7 separate regions of the Mus musculus genome follow, and all the other regions are linked to region 1. The links are chromatin contacts, called in public ChIA-PET, Hi-C, HiChIP or PLAC-seq and promoter capture Hi-C maps. All regions are on one chromosome and are shown on one strand. Each heading gives the region's core, a stretch centred on a gene start, on an enhancer-like site or on the middle of the called end of the contact. The rest is flanking DNA. Distances are from core to core; before and after follow the strand shown.

Region 1 (2,584 bases), core at 32-2,531:
TTCTCCTTGAATCTGTAGGATTAACATTTACCCATTGAGCCATCTTGCTGGCTCCTTCTGTTTCCACAAAGGGGTCAGGGAGGCAAGATTGAACCTAAGGATTGCTCTGTCCAAGGCTTGAGCAGACTGAGTAACTCAGGTCACTCCGTTCCCCACTGTCTTACTACCCTTTCTGAGGGGGTTCAGAGCTTCAATATACAAATTGAACAGCTAAAGTGCTCTGTAACCTTGGTCAAAGAGCTTGACCTCTCTGTGTTCCCTTTGACATGTGGTTGTATTTATTGTTTGGTTAATTCACCAGTTACCACAAACACAGGGATGTCATAAGATCTCGTAAAGGATAAAGCTTGGACCCAGAGACGTCACTTTCTGAAAGTCAGATCACGTCAGCAGGATTGCACTTTTGCTTCCCATGTTTTGCACATGAACTCAAGTAGCAGAGGAAGGCTGAGTGATCTGAGTTTCTGCCCTTTGTATCATCGGCAGGGGAACAGTAAAGGAGGGACGGGCTGAGAATTAACCAAGAGTGTTTCAACTGTCAAAGTCTAAATTCAGGAAAGAGTAAAGCTTCTGAGCGCCATGGGAACCTGAGGAGTCTGCGCGGAACATACTAGATCATCCAGGGCAGACAAGATAGTTATGGTCTGTACCTAGCGCGCCCACCCCTGGAAGATGCACCGCCTACAGCTTCTGCGATTGGTCCCAGGACCTGTACATCTTTAGTGTCGCAGTCAATCATCGTTGCCCTCCGGGCTACACCCTCCGATCCTCGAGCTTCGCCCTTGCCCAGCGCGCCAGCTTACTCAGAGCGCTGACCTTGCTCTTCAGCGATTGGCTAAGAGGGCTGTTTCCAGGCCCCGCCCCCTCCCTTCAGTTATTGGCCCAAAGCGTTGCTTGTTTTCTGCAGAATCCAATCCTCGCTTCTGTCTCCTTGTGCCCCGAATTCTCAGAAACCAAGAGCCGCCTTTCCTCTTAGCTCCGCCTATACCCCTTGGCAATTGGCCGGAAGCTCTGCCCATTTTCTGCGGGTTCCAATTCTTGAACGCCCCCCACCAGGCCTCTCCGCCTTGTACCCGGTGTAGAACGCTCAGAAGAACCAGGGCCGCCCCTCCATGTAGCCTCGCCCCTTCCTTTAGCGATTGGTTAAAAAGGATGCCCGTCTGTGCCATGCTTACCAATTCTTGCCGTCTCCAGCGCTGATTGGACAGGGCGTGACCAATGGCGGCAGGGCCTGGGCCCCTCCCGGCCTCGAGCTTAGGGCCCGCGCGAGGCGGGGCTGCAGCGGCTGAGGCGGCTGAGGCAGTAGCGGCAGCAGCGGCGACGCGTCCGGGCAGGTGAGCGCGACCCAAGGAGTGCAGGCGCCAAGGGGCGACGCGGGGTGGCGGGGTTCTCGCGGCCCGGGCTGGGAGGAAGCGCGGCATGGGGCCGTTTCGTTGTGACAGCAGTGTCGCGAGCGTGGAGAGGTGACAGATCCCCTCACACACCCTGTGTTTCGCGCGTCCTCGGGGTCCCCACGGCCAGGCCGAACCCTAATTTCACACCGAGCTGCCCTGAGAGTGACAACCCCTGTGAGGCCAAGGTGGCCGCTTACGCACCCAACATGCGTGCCTCGCAGACCTGATCTTCCTCAGCCCGCTGCGTGTCCTTCCTTTGGAACCCGGGTGGACGCTTCGGGTGCAAGCTTCGGGTGCCACCCGGACGCGGCTGCTACACACGTGCACCTGCGTGCCTCTCCCCGTCCCTGTCGCGCAACCATCGCTTCACTCCCAAAGCAAAGTCCACCTAACTTGTGGTTTTAAATTTTTTATTTTCGTCCCCCGTGTAGTGCGAGTGGTGGCTTGGTTTTGGAAACCGTGTTTCACTGTGTAGAGCCAGCTGGTCTGGAACTCACAGAGATCTCCCTGCCCCTGCCTCCCAAGTGCCAGGATTAAAAGTGTGGGGTACCACCTGGTCTGTTATTGCTTTAACAGGGCTTTTAAATTTATTTCTAGCATTTCATTTTATTGTATTTATTTATTGATTAGTTTTGGAGTCAAAGTCTTGCACTGTAACCCAGGTTGTCCTTGAACTTTTATAAAGAGTGCTTGAGGTCAGGTGAGATGGCTCAGCAAACTGAGTTTTTGGGAACTGCCAAAAGTTGTCCTCTGATCTCTACATGGGCTCTGTGGCACACACGTAAATACACACACACACACACACACACACACACACACCACAATATGTATATGTATATGCATATAAAATCACTTCTTGACACAGCATGATGTTATGAGTCATCTGTGCACTGAACAGGTAGAGGTAGGATCAGAAGTTCAAGGTTACCTTGGCTACACACAGTGAATTTGAGTAGCCTGGTCTGTTTAAGACCTTGTTTCACAAAAAGAAAGGAAAGAAAACTAATGAGCAAACAGTGCATAGACGGGAGTGGAGTTGGTAGAGTGCTTGTTTGAAGTTGGGGGTTCCATTCCTAGCACCAGAGAAACCAGGTGTGGGGGTACACACTTATCATCTCAGCAGGGGGATCTGGAGTTCATGTCCAGCCTGGGCTACTCAGAGGCCCTGTCTCAAAGACCAATAACAAACA
Region 2 (2,584 bases), core at 39-2,538, 460 kb after region 1:
GTGTATGGCAGTGTAGTCCCTGCATGGAAGGTACTGAGAAGCTATTGTGAGTCATTTTGGAATTCAAACCTGGATTTCAGTGGAGATCCTAGAGCCATGAGACATCCGCCAAGGAGAGAATTGTCTTGAGCCTTAGAAGATATTTGGACCTTTAAATAATGTTGAGACTGTGAAAGTCTATGGGGACTTTTGACGGAGAACCAAATGCATTTTGCATTATAGTATGGTCTATGGGGGCCAGGGAGTGGAAGGAGGTGGTTTGAATGAGAATGGCTTCCATAGGCCATGTTTCAGTGTTTGGTCCCCAGTGATGGAACTGTTTGGGAAGAATTGGGTGCAGCCTTGGTGGTGGAGGTGGTCTTCGAGGTTTTAAAAGACTTGTGCCATTCTCAGTGGATTAAGGTGTGAGTCCTCAGCCTGTGGCCAAGCCTTAACAATACCAGCATGGACTGTTACACACTGCACCTCTAAGCCTGGTTAAACTGTTTTATAAGTCACTTCAATCATGAAGTTTTATCATAGCAACAGAAATGTAACTATGTCAGGCAAGTGCCCTTAATCACTGAGCGATCTCTCCAGCTCCTGTTTTTTTTTTTATCAACTCTAATTTTGTCTGTTTGTTTGCATTGGGTATGTTTATTTGTGCAGGCTAGTTTTATGTCAATTTGACACAAGCTTGAGTCATCAGAGTGGGGAGCCTCAATTGAAAATGTCTCCATGAGCTTGGGCTGTAAGCAAGCCTGTGAGGTCATTTTTAAAAATTAGAGATTAATGGGGGGAAAGCCCATTGTGGCTGGGGCCATCCCTGGACTGGTGGTCCTGGGTTCTCTAAGCAGCCGTATTTGCAGACAGTTTGGAGTCACCCGATGTGGGTTCTGGAAATTGAACTTGGGTCCTCTGAAGAGCAGCATGTGCTCTCAACCTCTCAGTATCAACTGGAACCAGAGTGGTCTGACTGGCCTCCTAGGTCTGAGGCACAGGGGCCATTGTATTAGACACTGAGTTGGTAACTGGACTGCTTACGAGAACCATCTGGTACCCTGTTAGACTAGGAAGTGCTTGCCGAGTTCACTGAGACAGCAGGGCCCAGCTCTCCAAGAACAAGAACAAGTTCTGCGTCAATGTAAATTCTCCTGACCATATGCTGGAGTAAAAGGCAGGCAGTCCAGGGCAGAGACTGCCTGGTCATCACTTCAGCTCCTGCTGTCAATCAGCAGTCGCTGGGCGGACCTAGCCAATCAGGGCCTTCAAGCTTACACCACTCAATCAAGAGCGAGGTAGGGCAGTGGGAGGCGGATTTTCTCTGTCCGCCGTGTTGTAGACTGAACTCCGTGGCTCAGGGAGGCCCCGTGGGTGCGTGTGCTGCGCTGTGGCCGCCGCTGTGAGGGGAGCACGGGCAGCTCGGAAGCCGCGACATGGTGAGCGCAGGGCCGCTGTCCCAGGTGGAGAGGAGTGGCAGCTATCGGTAGCTCTTCGCTTGTGCGGCGTTAGGCCCGCTGCGGTTGGCGGCGACTAGGTCGCTGCGGCTGTGTCGCTCCGCCCTTCGGCCGCGTCTGCGCAGAGCTCAGGGCGCCGCAGGGGAGGCCCCGCCCTCCGTGTCGGTGACGTCACGGCCACGAAGTGGTTTTTGTGTTGTACCCTGAGGCTGTTTGCTGAACTCAAGGTCCTGCCGGTTCCCCTGAGTTGTCTTCACATATTGGTGGAGAGTCCACTTTGAAATACTTTTGTGGGAGTTGTAAACTCTTAAGTTTTTGCTTATTTATGCCTATGTTGGATAGTATTTGTGAAGACAATTACTCTCCTGAGTTTAATTTGCTCTTTTAAAAGAACATTGACTATTTTGTGAGGTTCTTTTTTTATACTGTTTTGTAGATAAATTAGTTTCCAAATATTCGTACACTATTATGATCATTAAATTTCTTTGTAAAGATAAAATCTTTTATTTGTGTACTATTTATTTAGAATTGTCTGGAACGTTGAGGGTTTTTTTTCCCCCTTTACATATAAACCTTAGAACGGCTTTCTGCTGTTACACAAGATGTTAGCATTCTTGTTGGGATTGTGTTTTGAATTTATAGTGTAAATTGAGGAAAGCAACATCTTGGTGTTGTCTTCTATTTACTAGGCCAGTGCATATTCTTATTTGATTTTTTTTTTCTTTTTTCTGGACACTGGATCTCTCTGTGTCAGTGGTTCTTTACCTTTCGGTTAAGACAATCAGAAAACACTAATTCCCAATGGCTTTAGGAACTGAGATACTGCTCAGTTACAACATTACAATTATAACATAGCAACAAAAATAATTTTTTGGTTGGGAGTCACCTCAACATGAGGAAATGTATCAAAGGGCCGCAGCGTTAGGAAGGTTTAGAGTGACTGCTCTATGTATTCCTGGCTGTATGGGAATTTGCCATGTAGCTCAGGCTGGCCTTGAGTTCACAGAGATCCCTCGTCTCTGACTCCCAAGTGCTGGAATTAAAGACCTGTGCCACCGTGCCTGGCTTGATTCATTTTTGAAAAAGAAATTTATCTTCATCCAAGGATCTTTGTGAAATTTAGTATATGCTTCTCTTTGTGTCTCCTT
Region 3 (2,584 bases), core at 41-2,540, 440 kb after region 1:
TATCTCAACTACCCTATTTAGAAACACCCTTACATACATGCTGGAGGGTTGCTCCTATCACTTTGACAATCAAGACTAATCATTACACGACTGAACACCACTCACTGATCTGTTCATTGACTCCATTAGCTTTGCTGGGTTTTTCCTTCTTATTGTTTCTACTGCCAGTACTCCCCCACTTCTTCTTTAGTAAAAATGGGTGAACGCCTTTTTCCCAGCACCCGTGAAGCATAGGCAGGTAGACCTCTGTGTTTGAGATTAGCCTGGTCTACAGAGTGAGTTCTAGGATAGCCAGGGCTATACAGAGAAACCCTGTCTTGGAAAAAAACAAAAAAACAAAAAACAAAAACAAAAACACCAGGATAGCTAGGGCTACACAGAGAAACTCTAACTCAAAAAACCAAAAATTAAATAATAAAATGTTCTGATGATTTAGTGGCTATGTACGTGTGTGTGTGTCTGTGTATATTTATGTGTGTGTGAAGAACACACTTGTGGAGGCCAGAGGACAACTTTCCTGAGTTGGTCTTCTTCTACTATGTTCATGCTTAACCTACTAAGTCATTTCCTTGACCCACGTCTTCAATTTTCTTTTTCTTTTTCTTTTTGCTTTTGTTTAAATTAGAATGTCTGTAGAGGCCTGGAGAGGAGAAACGGGGGTGAGATGGAAGGATAGAGAGGTTTTTGGTTTTTGTTTGTTTGTTTGTTTTGGTTTTTTCAAGACAGGGTTTCTGGTGTAGCCTTGGCTGTCCTCACTCTGTAGACCACTCTGGCCTCGAACTCAGGAATCTGCCTGCCTCTGCCTCCCAAGTGCTGGAATTAAAGGTGTGTGCCACCACTGCCTGCACTGCCCGGCTGGATAGAGATCTTAACTGGAAGAACACACATGCTATGAAAATAGAGGAAATGAATACTTGTGTTAATGTGCAACCTGGGACAGATGTATAAACCATAGATGTTCCTTACTCAAATTCCTGATGCCTGGAGAACATCATGTCCAGTTATAATTTGACCTTCTAATTAAAACTGACCTGAGCACCTTTCTAATTGTGAGGCAGCAGGATTGCTGCAATGAGCACTCGGTGTGCACAGTGACGACTTGGTGATGGAGTACTGCTTTACCAGGGAGAAGCTAGTTCTGCTTAGAAGCAAGGAGGGCGGGGCTATGGCTGTCATTTGAATCCCACACTTCGGCTTTGGAAGCTAGTGTCACTCAGGCTTTGGTAGCCAATCAGGTTCTAGAACCGTGCCGTCTAATCAGGACTACTGGAGAGCGGCAAGAGGCGGGTTCTTCACGGCCGCCATATTGTGGCTCGGCTCTGCGGCACAGGGAGGTGCGGTGTGTTGTGCTGTGAGCGCTGCTGCCGGGACCAGTGAGGAGAGCGCGGGCGAGTTCGGAAGCCGCGCCATGGTGAGCAAGGGCCGCTGTCCCTGCCCGCTGTGGTGGATCCTCCCCGAGGCTGGGGCGGGGCGGCAGCGGCATTCAGTGCTGTGTGGCGCTGGGCCCTGTGTCCTCTTCGCCGTGGTCCGCGCCTGCGCAGAGCGCGGAGCCTCCCTGCGGAGGCTCCGCCTCGCGCAGGAAAGAGTCGGTGCTCTGTCTGGGGCAGGCGTTTTATACAGTCCTGCTTTGGGTATCTCATCAGAAGGTTGTAAAACAATAGGTCATCTAGTTTCTGCTACTTTCTAGAAGTTCTGAATTTTCATGTAACATTTAGGTCAAAGCAATCAACTTGAGTTAATACTGTGAATTTTAAACTTTAAAAAAATTATTATTTTTTGTGCATTGGTATTTTGCCAAAATGTATGTATGTCTTTGTGAGGATGTCAGATCCTCTGGAACTGTTGTTGAGCTGCCATGTTGGTACTAGGAATTGAACTCAGGTCCTCTGGAAGAGCAGCCGGTTTTCCCAACCATTAAACCATCTCTCCAGCCCCAACATTGTGAAACTCTATTTAATTTCTTGTCTATAGACATCGGTTCTGCTAATAACCTTTTGCTATTCTGCCCTTTGTTGAGTTTCCTTTGCTACTTTGTCAAAAAAAGGTACACACACACACACACCCCATATATATATGTGTGTGTATATAACATGTGTATATATAATATCTATAACTATATATATACACTTTAAGTCTGTGTGCTGTTTCTTTGGAATTGTGTGGACCATTTTCGTTTTTTTCCACTCTCCACATAAACTTGAGAATCAGTTTCTTAATTTTTCATAAGTTGTTAGGATTTATATTGTGATTATTTAAATCTTAGTGCAGATTGAGGAAACATGACGTTCAGTTCTGAAGCTTCCTATCGCCATATTTATGGGGTATCACTATTTTGTGTTTGCTTTTTGTTTGGTTGGGGTTTTGTTGTTGTCTTTTTTGCTTATTTTGTTTTTTGTTAGGTCTGCTTTGGCCTAAAACTCACTCTGTAGAGGCTGGCCTTGAAATCATAGCCATACACCTGCTTCTCTCTGCCTTCCATGTGCCAAGATTCAAGGCATTGTCTCCCACTGCCCTGCATGGTTTTGTTTTGTTTTGTTTTTTGTTGTTAAAAATTATAGTTCTTGCTGGGTTGGTTGGTCAGTCT
Region 4 (2,584 bases), core at 32-2,531, 420 kb after region 1:
AAAGTCAGTGCTTCCTGTAGTGACACTATGTTTAGAGTTCTGAATTTAGAATCACTGCACCATTCTGACAAGCCCTCATCTTAACCATACCTTACCGATAACTTGAGACTCTACGCTATTTTAAGTCACTTACAAGTAGTTCCTGGCCATCTTCAGCACCAGAATGAATTACACTCTCTTTTGGGTCTAGCAAGGGACAGACAGAAGCTGAACACTGGGCCATAGGACTTGGCTTCATACATTTGGGGGTATTACCCCACAGGTCTAATCTAACACTTAAAAAAAAAAAAAAGAAAGAAAGACCAACACAAGAGTAGAAGCCAGAAATAGTGACACAGGCTTTTAACCCGAGAACTCTGGAGGCAGAGCTAGGCGGTTCTCAGTGAGTCCTAGACGACCCAAGGCTGCATAGTGAGATCCTATCTTACAGGAAAAAAAAAAAAAGAGTAAGAAAAGAAAACCAAAACCAAGGTAGGAGATGACGGAGAAGCAAGGCGGAACCGTTCCAAGAACAATACACCATATGGGAGCTAAGAGAACAATTCACACTAACAGTAGCATATGGATCCTGCTCTAAGTGTGTTCCAGGTGTTTCTTGTGAATCAAAATAACCAGCCACAACTGCATGGCGAGTCACAGCGGGGTCAGAAGTAGGCCTGAGCCATAGGACAGGGGGCGCCGCTGGAGAATCGAGCTGTTAAGATTGGAGACTCGCAAGCCCGCGGCAGCCCGGTACCCCCGCTAGGCCCCATTGTGCCTGGGTCCCGGTCCGGGTCGGGGTCGGGCGCGCGCGCGCACTTACCGGGGTGCAGGTGAGCGCGCAGTGCGCGTGCACAGACCAATGCCCCGACAGGACAGTGAGTGCGTGCGCGAGGCAGATGGTGGCGAGCGCCAGCAGCGCGGCCTCGGGTATCTGGGTCCAGCTGCTGCCCCATCCCCAGCAACCGCTGGCGGCGGCGCCCAGCCAGGCTGGGTACAGCAGCCCGGCAAACGGCAGCACGGTGAGGCGCCGCAGAAGCGCCAGCCGCCGGTACGGCCACACGGCGGCCACCAGTTCGTCGCCGTTCGCTATGAGTGCTGGCCCGGCAGCTAGGCCCGGCCGCAATCGCGACCCAGGCTGAGGAGACCCGTTGTCCCGGGCCCCGCCAGGCCGGGCTCCGCAAGGAACCGCGTTGCCCACCACCGCCATCTTTCCCAGCGCTGCGCTGGCTTCCGGCAGAGGCACCGCCCCACTTCCGGTCTATTACTTCCGGTAAGGTCTGAGCGCCACCTTGGAATAGGAAGCGCCTAGGTAAACCGTTAGGTGGGTTAACACAAGTGTCTGTTCAGGGCGCCGCCATGACAAAGAAGGTACCAAAGGTCCAAATCAGCTTGCTAAGGTCGGCCGTGGCGAACTAAGAACGCAAAAGATGTAGACGGGCAGGGCGGGATTGACATCAGCAAGAGACCCTGAAACGGAAGAGCCCGTCCCTTCTCAGCAACTTTTCCGGCATCTATCTAGGAAAGAGCCTCCGTTTGGGGAGGAGAAAAGCTTACCCTAAGATACAAACTTTAGGACTTGGGACCTTTTGAGGGCGGGTTTGGGAGGAGGCGGAGCTTTCGCAAGGTAGGGTTGAGGGTGCCTTTTCCATGCAAGCCATACGGTAATAAGTACACAAGGTCACATTAACATAAATGGAAAATTAGGTACTTATGAAATATACTATGATGCTTTATGCAACTATTCTGTACAAGTACTGTTATTTAAACACAGCCATAAGAAGGTTTTGAAGATTTAAAAATATATAAGTATGTATCTGTCTCTGTGTGTGTGTGTGTGTGTGTGTGCGCGCGCGCGCTGTGCAGTTCCTACGGGGCCCTAAGAATTCGTCTGAGGTGGGAGCGGGTAAAAAAAAAAAAAAAAGAATGTGTCTGAATCCTGGATTTGGAGTTACAGTTAGTTGTGAGTGTGAGTTCTGGGAATTAAATACAGATCCTCTGGAAGAGCAGCCAGTGCTGATAGTGGCCGCTGCCTTTGACTCGCGAGTGCTGGCCACCCTACCCAGATCCAATATAGATCATTTTTATTCTTTTTCAATGTTATTTTGCTTGGTAGTGCAGGGCATCTCATGTATAAGCAAAGCTGAAGTAGGAAGATGACAACTTCAAGGTCATCTGAGAACTTAAGGAGACTTTTTCCAGACTTAAAAAAAAAAATAAAAGTGTTGGCTAGTTCAGTGTTAGAGTGCTTGCCCAGCATTCTTGAAATCCTGGGTTTCATTCTTTGTAAAAACAAACAAATAGAAAAACTCACACAGCCCCCTGACTGCAGCCTGCTGTTGCATAGTGATTTTCTCTCAGTTGAAATGACTGGAGGAAAGTTTGATAAGAGGACTAAGGAAGTTCTAAAGGCAGGCCTTGTCTCCTCGCTTCTCTTCACTCTATCCCACCCCAGGGGATTAGTCTCCAGTCCTTGGGCTTGGCAGCAAATGCTCTTGCCCTCTGAGCCTGCTCTCTACAGAGAGGTCCGTTAAGACTCAGGAAATAATTCAGAGGCTGAAGAAATTCCTGAAACCTTAGCAGGTGCAGCAGGCTCACTTCTCCC
Region 5 (2,584 bases), core at 26-2,525, 400 kb after region 1:
TAGGCTCAGGAGGTTGGAAGTCAGGGTGTCTGGATGTGGGGCAGCATGATACCCAAATAATTAGGGAGCTCTGCCCAATGTGGTGACACAGGCTCAGACTCACACGTTCCCCAATGATATCTCGAGGTTGTCCAGGCTCTGGAAGATGTCACTGTATCTCTTCCTGCCCTCAGGAGCTGGGGTTAGCTCTGGGGGAGGGAAGTGTAAGAAAACATGAGCCAACCAGTGTCTCTCTCCACCCATTAGTAGTGGCAAAGCAATCCGAATGTACCTCAACAACCACTCTCAAGCAGAGGTGGGAAGGGGGGCGGGCGGAGAGGGGAGAGAAGGAGGGGGGAGGGAGGGGGACAGAGAGAGAGAGAGAGAGAGAGAGAGAGAGAGAGAGAGAGAGAGAGAGAGAGAGAGAGAGAGAGAGAGAGAGAGAGAGAGAGAGAGAGAGAGAGAGAGAGAGCGCTTCGGTGGGGTCATTTCTGATTCCACAGATGGATCCAGGTAAAATCTCAGAGAAGCGTTTGCTCACAGCCACAGGGACACCATGCATGGGAGGACCCATAAGCAAAGGAAGGAAACAGATGCAGCTGCCATATGAATGCTGGAGTAGAGGGCTGGCTTGACAATGGAGCCACATGGACCCCAGGCCAGACAGATGGAAAAGCACGTGGGACACACAGGCACTTAGCCTGCGGTATAAACACACGCGAGTACCGCTGAAACCACGAGGGACAGGACTGAATGACACTCGATACACAAAGACAGCCGGAAACATAACCCAGTTCTAGCCACAATTCTGCCGCCGCCCCCTAGCCTGATGCCTCGGGGCTACCTGCAGGAATATTGGCCATGACACCCTGCCCCCATCCATCCTACGATCAGAAGCAGAAGCGGCCACTTCCCCTTCCTGGGCCCCTTCCCCCAGGCATCCGGGGTGCCCGCTCTGGCGGGCAATCCGAGGGCTGAAGGCTGGCGTCGTGAGCACTGTGCGCTTCAGGGGTCTCCAAGGTGCTCGGGGATCCCCTCGTTCCTTCCCCTGTCAGTACTCCTTTCCCGGCTGTCAGATAGCTCAGGGGTAAGTTGGGTTTTCTGGTTTAGGAACTGAGGAGCGGTGGTGGGAGGCCCCCCCCCTTCGGTCCCCACCCCGTACCTGTCTCCGCTGAGTCCATGGCGATGCCCGGGGGCAGGGGGTGGGGTGGGGAACGCGCGGCAATGCTGAGAAAGGGACAGGGCTGCGCGCCGCCCGGGACCAGCCCGATTTCCTGCCTCTGCCGACCCAGTGGTGTCGCCCCGCCCCAGCTATGCCACGCCTCGAGACGACCACGCCCCTCCCGGAAGTCGCCATCGCATTTGACTAGCTTCCAGAGTTTACCCCAGTAGAGGAGCCCCAGCGAGCCAGGGGTCCCTTCTGTAGATTTCTGTAGCACCCTAAGTCCCTGTAGCACTCTTCCAGCAAGCCGGGGATGTCTGCCCCAGAACATTCCACACCCAGCGACTAGATTTAACTCCCCGCCTAGGCTTTTAGATCCAGGGCACTCCTGTGAAGAACTGCAATGAAGGACTGCAATAAACCCCAAATCTCCAGGGCAGGCTTATTTTGTTTGTTTTGTTGTTTTGGAGACAAGTGTCTCACTATGTGGCCTGGCTTGGTTTATTTGGTGTGTGGGACTGATTAGCCTCCAACTCAGAGATCCCCTGCCTCTGCCTGCTGAGATTAATGATGCACACCAGGGCTGGAGAGATGGCTCAGCAGTTAAGAGCACTGTCTGTTTTTCCAGAGGTCCTGAGTTCAATCCCTAACAACCACATGGTGACTCACAACCATCTATAATGAGATCTGATGTCTTCTTTTCTGGTTCAGCATGAAGAGAGAATAAATCTTCAAGTAAAAGTGCAAACCACTGTCTAAGTGGGTGAGGCTCCTGAGGTGGTCGGCTCCCTTTCAAAGCAGTCAGTGGTTTTAGGGCAGGCAAGGCCACAAACACCTTGCACTGTGACCTCCATGCATGTAAGGAGGCTATCCACGGTGGCCAGTGACAGTGCGCCTGACAAGAGAGAGGATGTGCACGACACTAGAAAACCTGAGGTCCTAGGTCCAGGAACGCCCGCAGAGGGTGTCTCTCTCCTCTGGGCCTGTGGTAATCCTAGGCCCTTGAGTGACCACCTGGCCCCTCCAATTCCCAGGGGGCCCTGTGTGGCACAGATATAAGTGGCAGCAAGCTTTATAAAATTGCAGACGCCGATTTATTTACCAAAGGTGCTAGCCAGGACTCTTCTACTAGCCCGGCCAGCGGATGCCCACAAGGGTCCCAACTCAGTCTTCCAAGAGCAAGGCAGGGCTGCCTCACTGTGGAGATGGGAGCAGTGCTCCCTCCTGGGGCAGCGGCGGTTTTCCTGTTCAGTGGCAGCCAGGGTAGGCAGTGGATACCAGCACCATCTTCTCAGGAAGGCACTCTCAGCTTCGGAGTCCCCAAAAAGAACTGTAGGACACGGTCAGCCAGGAGTGCCAGGCAGAAGTCCAGGGCCAGGACCTGGCCGATGACCAGCTTGAACTGTCAAGAAGGAAGCAGGCTGAGCTGGGTCTGTGGCTGAG
Region 6 (2,584 bases), core at 23-2,522, 380 kb after region 1:
GAGGTCCTCTCCCAAACAAACAGACAAATAAATATAAAGAAAAGGAATCCTTGGGATGTGGTTAGTGGGTGGCGGATGACTCTCACCCCAGCACTCTGAAGGTAAAGACTGCATGATCAGGAGTTCAAGGTTATCTTTTGTTTGTTTGTTTGTTTGTTTGAGTCTCTGGATGGTTCTAGCCAGGGTTTCTCTGTGTAGCCCTGGCTGTCCTGGAACTCGCTTTGCAGACTAGGCTGGCCTCGAACTCAAAGATCCTTCCAAGGTTATCTTTTAATAAGTTTGAGGGATGGAGAGAGGGCTCAGTGGTTAAGAGCACTGACTGCTCTTCCAGAGATCCTGAGTTCAATTCCCAGCAACCACTTGGTGGCTCACAGTCATCTGTAATGGGATCTGATGCCCTCTTCTGGTGTGTCTGAAGACAGCTACAGTGTACTCATATACATAAAATAACTGACTCTTTAAAAAAAATGATGAGTTTGAAGCAAGCCTGGTGATAAAAGCTCCTGCCAGGTTGGGGGTGGGTACACTGGAGAGAGAGCTTAGTGGTTTAGTGTACTCGCTACACTCCCAAAGAACTGGAGATCTCTACTCACATGTCGGGAGCACACACACATACACACAAAGAGAAAATAAAAACTATAAAAAGACGGGTGCCCTCTATGTCCACCCAGCTCCCCATATCCGTTCCTGAAAGTTCTCAACGGATCCTGTATCAGATCATTCTAGTACAGGCTCTTCAGTAGCTTCTCTTCCACTGTGTGACTTGCAAACTTGCGGTCTTTGCCCTACCCCAACCCTACGCGTCCGCCAATAATAGATCACTTAACCCTTCCAATGTCTCCTGTTCCCAGGGCCGGGCTTTTACCTCCATAACTCTGATACCCTCTTTCCTCACGAAGTCACCCTTTAGTCCAGGACAAATTCTTGTATCCTTCATTCCCTCTGGCCCAAGATCACTCCGCCTGTCCATCACTCCAAGCTCAGCTGCACCTGTCCCATCCTCATCCCGCCTCCGCCCCTTCCCTTCCTGCCCGGGAGCCGCACCTGGCCTGAGCCTCGTCCAGGCTCTGGTCGGTGATGGCCATGATCTGCTGCAGGACGTCGCTCGTGTCATGGCCTAGTGGAGCTGTGGTCGGCAGGCGGCGCGGGGCGGGCTGTGGCGGCACGGGACGCAGAGGGGCGGCCATGGGCTACAGTCCCGAGCGAGCGCAGAGGGACAGGTCCCGCCGGGCTCTCGCGCTTGCGCAGCAGCCAACCGCCGCAGACCCAGGGACCACGCCTCCTTCAAGTCCACTAGCCAATAAAACGCCCTTTTCATCTATCTTCGCCGTGCATCACCCTCTCCTTCGCGATGCGCCCCAAACAGCTTCTCAACGGCTGCTGAGGGTTGAGGGTTGTCTAGGAAACAGGAATTCTCTTCTGATCCTCCCACCCCTCAGGACACGCCCCCTGTGGGCGCCGTCACCAATCAGCACCATGCACTGTTCCCCCTCCTCAGCGACTAGCTAGAAACTTCCTTTCTCAACTGCCAGTAAGAAAGGAACCCCATGGTTGGGGTTGCCATGGTAACGACTACCGCCTGCATTTGCTTAAGTCTGGTGCACTTTATGGCTACCTTCCCCATCATAGGCCCTCGTCCCTTGCTTACTCCAGTGCCTCTGCCTTCTCTTTAGTCCTGGATCTGTTTAGGTTATCACTTCTTCACAGGGCCCGGGTTCTTTACAGTCATTCACATCTGAGTTTACTTCCTCAGAGGCTTGCATCCTCACTGTTTGCTCCCCATCTTCATATTTTTCAAAAATTTCAAAAATTTGTGGGTGGGCAAGGCGACACATGCCTTTAATCCCAACACCAGGGAGATGGATCTCTGTGAGCTCTAGGCTAGCCTAGGCTACATAGTTTCCAGACAGCCAGGGCTATACAGAGAGACCTTGTTTCAAAAATAACTTGAGACAGAGTCTCTTATTGCCCATGCTGTCCTCAAGTTTGTTATGTAATGAAGGTTGCCCGAGTTTGCTATGATTGGAGCATGATCTCGAACTTTCTTCTACCTCTAACTCCTAAGTGCTGGGATGAGTGCTGTGTGCCACAGGGCCCTGTTTGTGTGGTGAAGAGGATGGAATTCAGGGCAGCAAGCATACCAGACAAAACCCTACCAACCTAACTATATCTGTACCCTAAATTTTCAGCGTCTTGAGTCAGTGCCTCATATAGTTCAAACTGATATCAAATTCACTGGTAACTGAGAGTGCCTTCCCCTCTCCTCACTGCCCTGGCTACTTCCTCAGAACTGTGGGTCTTCCTCCTCATAGCTCCCCACAGCTCCTCAGAATTCCCACTCCCCAGTCCTGCCTCTTCCTCAAGGCCTCTCACACCTGAGTCCCAGGCTCCGCAAAATTTCTGGTCCTTTTCACAGTCCCTCCCACCCCCCGCCCTGGGGTTCTCCCAGCAGCCCTCAGGGTCCTCCACTCTATGACTCCTCAGAATTCTTCTGGGCTGGTGAGATGGCTCAGTGGGTAAGAGCACCCGACTGCTCTTCTGAAGGTCCAGAGTTCAAATCCCAGCAACCACATGGTGGCTCACA
Region 7 (2,584 bases), core at 22-2,521, 340 kb after region 1:
GGTTTCTCTGTGTAGCCCTGGCTGTCCTGGAACTCACTTTGTAGACCAGGCTGGCCTGGAACTCAGAAATCCGCCTGCCTCTGCCTCCTCTGCCTCTGCCTCTCTGCCTCTCTGCCTCTCTGCCTCTCTCTCTGCCTCTGCCTCTGCCTCTGCCTCTGCCTCTGCCTCCTCTACCTCCTGAGTGCTGGGATTAAAGGCGTTCGCCACCATGCCCAGCGCAGTCGGTACTCTTAACTTCTGAGCCAGCTCTCTAACTCCACTATAGTACCATGACTACGTCTATGACGATGTCTATGACAATGACCACTACTACTACTTTCCTCCTCCTCCTCCCCCTCCTCTCCCCCCCCCCCAGAGTTTCTCTGTATAGCCCTGGCTGTCCTGGAACTCTCTGTGTAAACCAGGTTAGCCTTGAACTCACAGAGATGCCTGTCATCTCCTGATGGCTGGGACTGAAGGGATGCTCTACCAGGCCCAGTCCTGTATTTTCTTTTTGACATAAGGATCTAACTGTGTTACCCAGATGGACTGGATTCCTGGGTTCAAGTGACCTTCCTCTATAGCTTGGACACAGGCTACTCAACTCTTCATGGCTCTAGACAAAGATCAGAGTTTCAGTGTGGATTTGAGCACTGCTGAGAGGGTTCAGTGGCCGGCAGGAAACTCATCTCCACAGAGAGACCCTACCTCACCCTTGGCTCAGCTGCCCTTGGGGTTTCCTCAGCCTGAGGTGCCCTAATGGTGTTTCCTTTCTCTTGACTTCTGCTGAGGTGCACCTCATGGCCTACTCCTCTGTACCCCAAATTCAAAACCTCTCTTAACTAATATGGCAGGCCACTTTAGTAGATCCTGTCACCGACTAGGGGATGTGACAAAGTGGAGTGAAGCTTCTAGCACAGGGCCCAGGTCACCCAATAGGAGTGGCCCTGGATGTAGCAGGGCCTTTGAACCTTGCTTACTCTGTTCCCTGGAGGACCTGGCACCAGCAACATGGTGCCAGGGGCAGAAGGGTGGGGTGATCTGCCTGTTGTTCACACTGTCCATAGTGCCCAAGCTCCCAGGCTTACACTCTGACCAGAGGTGCAGACCCTGCCCTCAGCTCTGGCCTTGTGAGGACGTCCGACTGCTCCCTGAGGAATAGGACCCTGGGCTCTGTCACGGAGACATAACTAGAACAGCCTGGGCTGAGGGCAGTGCCTAAGGGCAGGACACTCACCCTTTCCAACTGTGAAGCAAGGAGGAACATGGCATGTGACAGGGCTGCAGTGACTAATGTCAGAGGAGCTGTGGCTGAGTGACCCCATGCTGCAGCCTGTGGGGCTTGCACTCCTGGCTCCAGTGCTGGCCCTGCCTTCCCGCCACTCACTCTGAAACTTCAGGAATGTTCTCTTAGCACTATGGCCTCTAGTCACTCTCTCCTTTGCCTCCAATTCCAAGAAAGGCAAAGGTGATTGTTGCCAAACAGGGTCAGGTTTCTCACTCACCCAGCAGAGCTCATACTACATATCTGTCCTGCTGCAACCACACGGGTCCCAGGAGCCTGAGCTGCCAGTCTCCTAGAGCTCACACCAGCACCTTGAGGTGCCATGACACTCTCGCACTCCTCTTCTAGGAGAGGGAGCAGAGTCCCCACCAAAATTCTAATTCACAGCGCAGAGCCGGGATTGGAGCAGAGCCAGGCTGAGGCACCTGACCAGGGCCACACAGTAAGGAACTTCCCCACGGGTCCTCCCCACACAGTAAGGAACTTCCCCATGGGTCCTCCCACACAGTAAGGAACTTCCCCACAGGTCCTCCCCACACAGTAAGGAACTTCCCAATGGGTCCTCCCACATAGTAAGGAACTTCCCAATGGGGTCCTCCCACACAGTAAGGAATTTCCCCATGGGTCCTCCCACACAGTAAGGAACTTCCCCATGGGTCCTCCCACATAGTAAGGAACTTCCCCATGGGTCCTCCCACACAGTAAGGAACTTCCCCATGGGTCCTCCCACACAGTAAGGAACTTCCCCACAGGTCCTCCCCACACAGTAAGGAACTTCCCCATGGGTCCTCCCACACAGTAAGGAACTTCCCCACAGGTCCTCCCCACACAGTAAGGAACTTCCCAATGGGTCCTCCCACACAGTAAGGAACTTCCCAATGGGTCCTCCCACACAGTAAGGAACTTCCCCACGGGTCCTCCCACATAGTAAGGAACTTCCCCACGGGTCCTCCCCACACAGTAAGGAACTTCCCCATGGGACCTCCCACACAGTAAGGAACTTCCCCACGGGTCCTCCCCACACAGTAAGGAACTTCCCCATGGGTCCTCCCACACAGTAAGGAACTTCCCCACGGGTCCTCCCCACTCAGTAAGGAACTTCCCCACGGGTCCTCCCCACACAGTAAGGAACTTCCCCACGGGTCCTCCCCACACAGTAAGGAACTTCCCCATGGGTCCTCCCCACACAGCAATAACTTTCCCAGGAGTCTTCCCTCCTCCCATATTAACAAACTTTCCTAGGAGTCCTCCCCATACATTAAGTAACTTTCCCAGGAGTCTCCTTCATACATTATTAAGTAACTCCTCCAGGAGTCTGAG

Evidence for each region. Promoter capture Hi-C pulls out the DNA fragments that hold promoters and counts their contacts. A called contact is a pair of places that touch in the nucleus more often than the background predicts. ChIA-PET counts read pairs in DNA pulled down with a chosen protein or histone mark. HiChIP or PLAC-seq counts read pairs in DNA pulled down with a chosen protein or histone mark. Capture Hi-C pulls out chosen DNA fragments and counts their contacts.
Region 2: a promoter capture Hi-C map of neutrophils shows a contact between it and region 1, with 2.9 times the contacts expected there. The contact joins the promoter of Zfp963 here to the promoter of Slc25a42 in region 1. A contact is called at or near these places in 4 of 39 promoter capture datasets (cranial neural crest, neutrophils, pre-B cells and 1 more), 2 of 484 Hi-C or Micro-C datasets (embryonic stem cells and pre-B cells), 1 of 115 datasets of contacts at active chromatin or transcription factors (memory CD8 T cells) and 1 of 9 other capture datasets (adipose tissue).
Region 3: a promoter capture Hi-C map of the HPC-7 cell line shows a contact between it and region 1. The contact joins the promoter of Zfp866 here to the promoter of Slc25a42 in region 1. A contact is called at or near these places in 3 of 39 promoter capture datasets (the C10 cell line, the HPC-7 cell line and pre-B cells) and 1 of 115 datasets of contacts at active chromatin or transcription factors (embryonic stem cells).
Region 4: a contact with region 1 is called in an RNA polymerase II ChIA-PET map of memory CD8 T cells, with 82 read pairs. The contact joins the promoter of Atp13a1 here to the promoter of Slc25a42 in region 1. A contact is called at or near these places in 16 of 39 promoter capture datasets (the 3T3-L1 cell line, 3T3-L1-derived adipocytes, the C10 cell line and 11 more), 2 of 484 Hi-C or Micro-C datasets (Sertoli cells and pre-B cells), 5 of 115 datasets of contacts at active chromatin or transcription factors (acute myeloid leukemia, double positive thymocytes, memory CD8 T cells and 2 more) and 4 of 9 other capture datasets (adipose tissue, liver, macrophages and 1 more).
Region 5: a contact with region 1 is called in a promoter capture Hi-C map of liver. The contact joins the promoter of Gmip here to the promoter of Slc25a42 in region 1. A contact is called at or near these places in 10 of 39 promoter capture datasets (the 3T3-L1 cell line, the SN4741 cell line, embryonic stem cells and 5 more), 2 of 484 Hi-C or Micro-C datasets (Sertoli cells and embryonic stem cells), 4 of 115 datasets of contacts at active chromatin or transcription factors (bone marrow-derived macrophages, embryonic stem cells and microglia) and 3 of 9 other capture datasets (adipose tissue, liver and pancreatic islet).
Region 6: a contact with region 1 is called in an H3K4me3 HiChIP or PLAC-seq map of bone marrow-derived macrophages, with 2.4 times the contacts expected there. The contact joins the promoter of Pbx4 here to the promoter of Slc25a42 in region 1. A contact is called at or near these places in 12 of 39 promoter capture datasets (the 3T3-L1 cell line, the SN4741 cell line, cranial neural crest and 7 more), 4 of 484 Hi-C or Micro-C datasets (CD4 T cells, embryonic stem cells, natural killer cells and 1 more), 8 of 115 datasets of contacts at active chromatin or transcription factors (bone marrow-derived macrophages, embryonic stem cells, large pre-B cells and 3 more) and 3 of 9 other capture datasets (adipose tissue, liver and pancreatic islet).
Region 7: a contact with region 1 is called in a Hi-C map of bone marrow-derived macrophages, with 20 read pairs. The contact joins the enhancer-like site here to the promoter of Slc25a42 in region 1. A contact is called at or near these places in 2 of 39 promoter capture datasets (cranial neural crest and second pharyngeal arch cranial neural crest), 1 of 15 datasets of contacts at CTCF or cohesin (pro-B cells), 4 of 484 Hi-C or Micro-C datasets (bone marrow-derived macrophages, brown adipocytes and embryonic stem cells), 3 of 115 datasets of contacts at active chromatin or transcription factors (bone marrow-derived macrophages, embryonic stem cells and large pre-B cells) and 3 of 9 other capture datasets (adipose tissue, liver and macrophages).

The regions. Positions count from the first base shown.
Region 1 is chr8:70,210,978-70,213,561 of GRCm38.p6, reverse strand. Slc25a42 (solute carrier family 25, member 42) reads left to right here and starts at 1,281. Exons shown (of 8, transcript NM_001007570.2): 1 at 1,281-1,334.
Region 2 is chr8:69,748,666-69,751,249 of GRCm38.p6, reverse strand. It overlaps Zfp963 (zinc finger protein 963), which reads left to right and starts at 1,288. Exons shown (of 4, transcript NM_001200023.1): 1 at 1,288-1,418. The coding sequence starts at 1,416.
Region 3 is chr8:69,773,617-69,776,200 of GRCm38.p6, reverse strand. Zfp866 (zinc finger protein 866) reads left to right here and starts at 1,290. Exons shown (of 4, transcript NM_177899.3): 1 at 1,290-1,411. The coding sequence starts at 1,409.
Region 4 is chr8:69,789,860-69,792,443 of GRCm38.p6, reverse strand. Atp13a1 (ATPase type 13A1) reads right to left here and starts at 1,281. Exons shown (of 26, transcript NM_133224.2): 1 at 803-1,281. The coding sequence starts at 1,189.
Region 5 is chr8:69,807,378-69,809,961 of GRCm38.p6, reverse strand. Gmip (Gem-interacting protein) reads right to left here and starts at 1,275. Exons shown (of 21, transcript NM_198101.1): 1 at 1,142-1,275; 2 at 104-188. The coding sequence starts at 1,160. Atp13a1 (ATPase type 13A1) reads right to left here. Exons shown (of 26, transcript NM_133224.2): 26 at 2,213-2,543. The coding sequence ends at 2,433.
Region 6 is chr8:69,831,312-69,833,895 of GRCm38.p6, reverse strand. It overlaps Pbx4 (pre B cell leukemia homeobox 4), which reads right to left and starts at 1,272. Exons shown (of 8, transcript NM_001024954.2): 1 at 1,045-1,272. The coding sequence starts at 1,187.
Region 7 is chr8:69,866,643-69,869,226 of GRCm38.p6, reverse strand. All of the region lies in intron 5 of Pbx4 (pre B cell leukemia homeobox 4), which reads right to left. Among named protein-coding and RNA genes, the nearest start is that of Gm33746, 15 kb to the left of the region's middle. Within about 2 kb of position 1,271, at least 40 of the 459 cell types and tissues checked have an H3K27ac peak or open chromatin away from gene starts, as enhancers often do. A contact at or near this core is called in bone marrow-derived macrophages, brown adipocytes and liver, where this site is marked.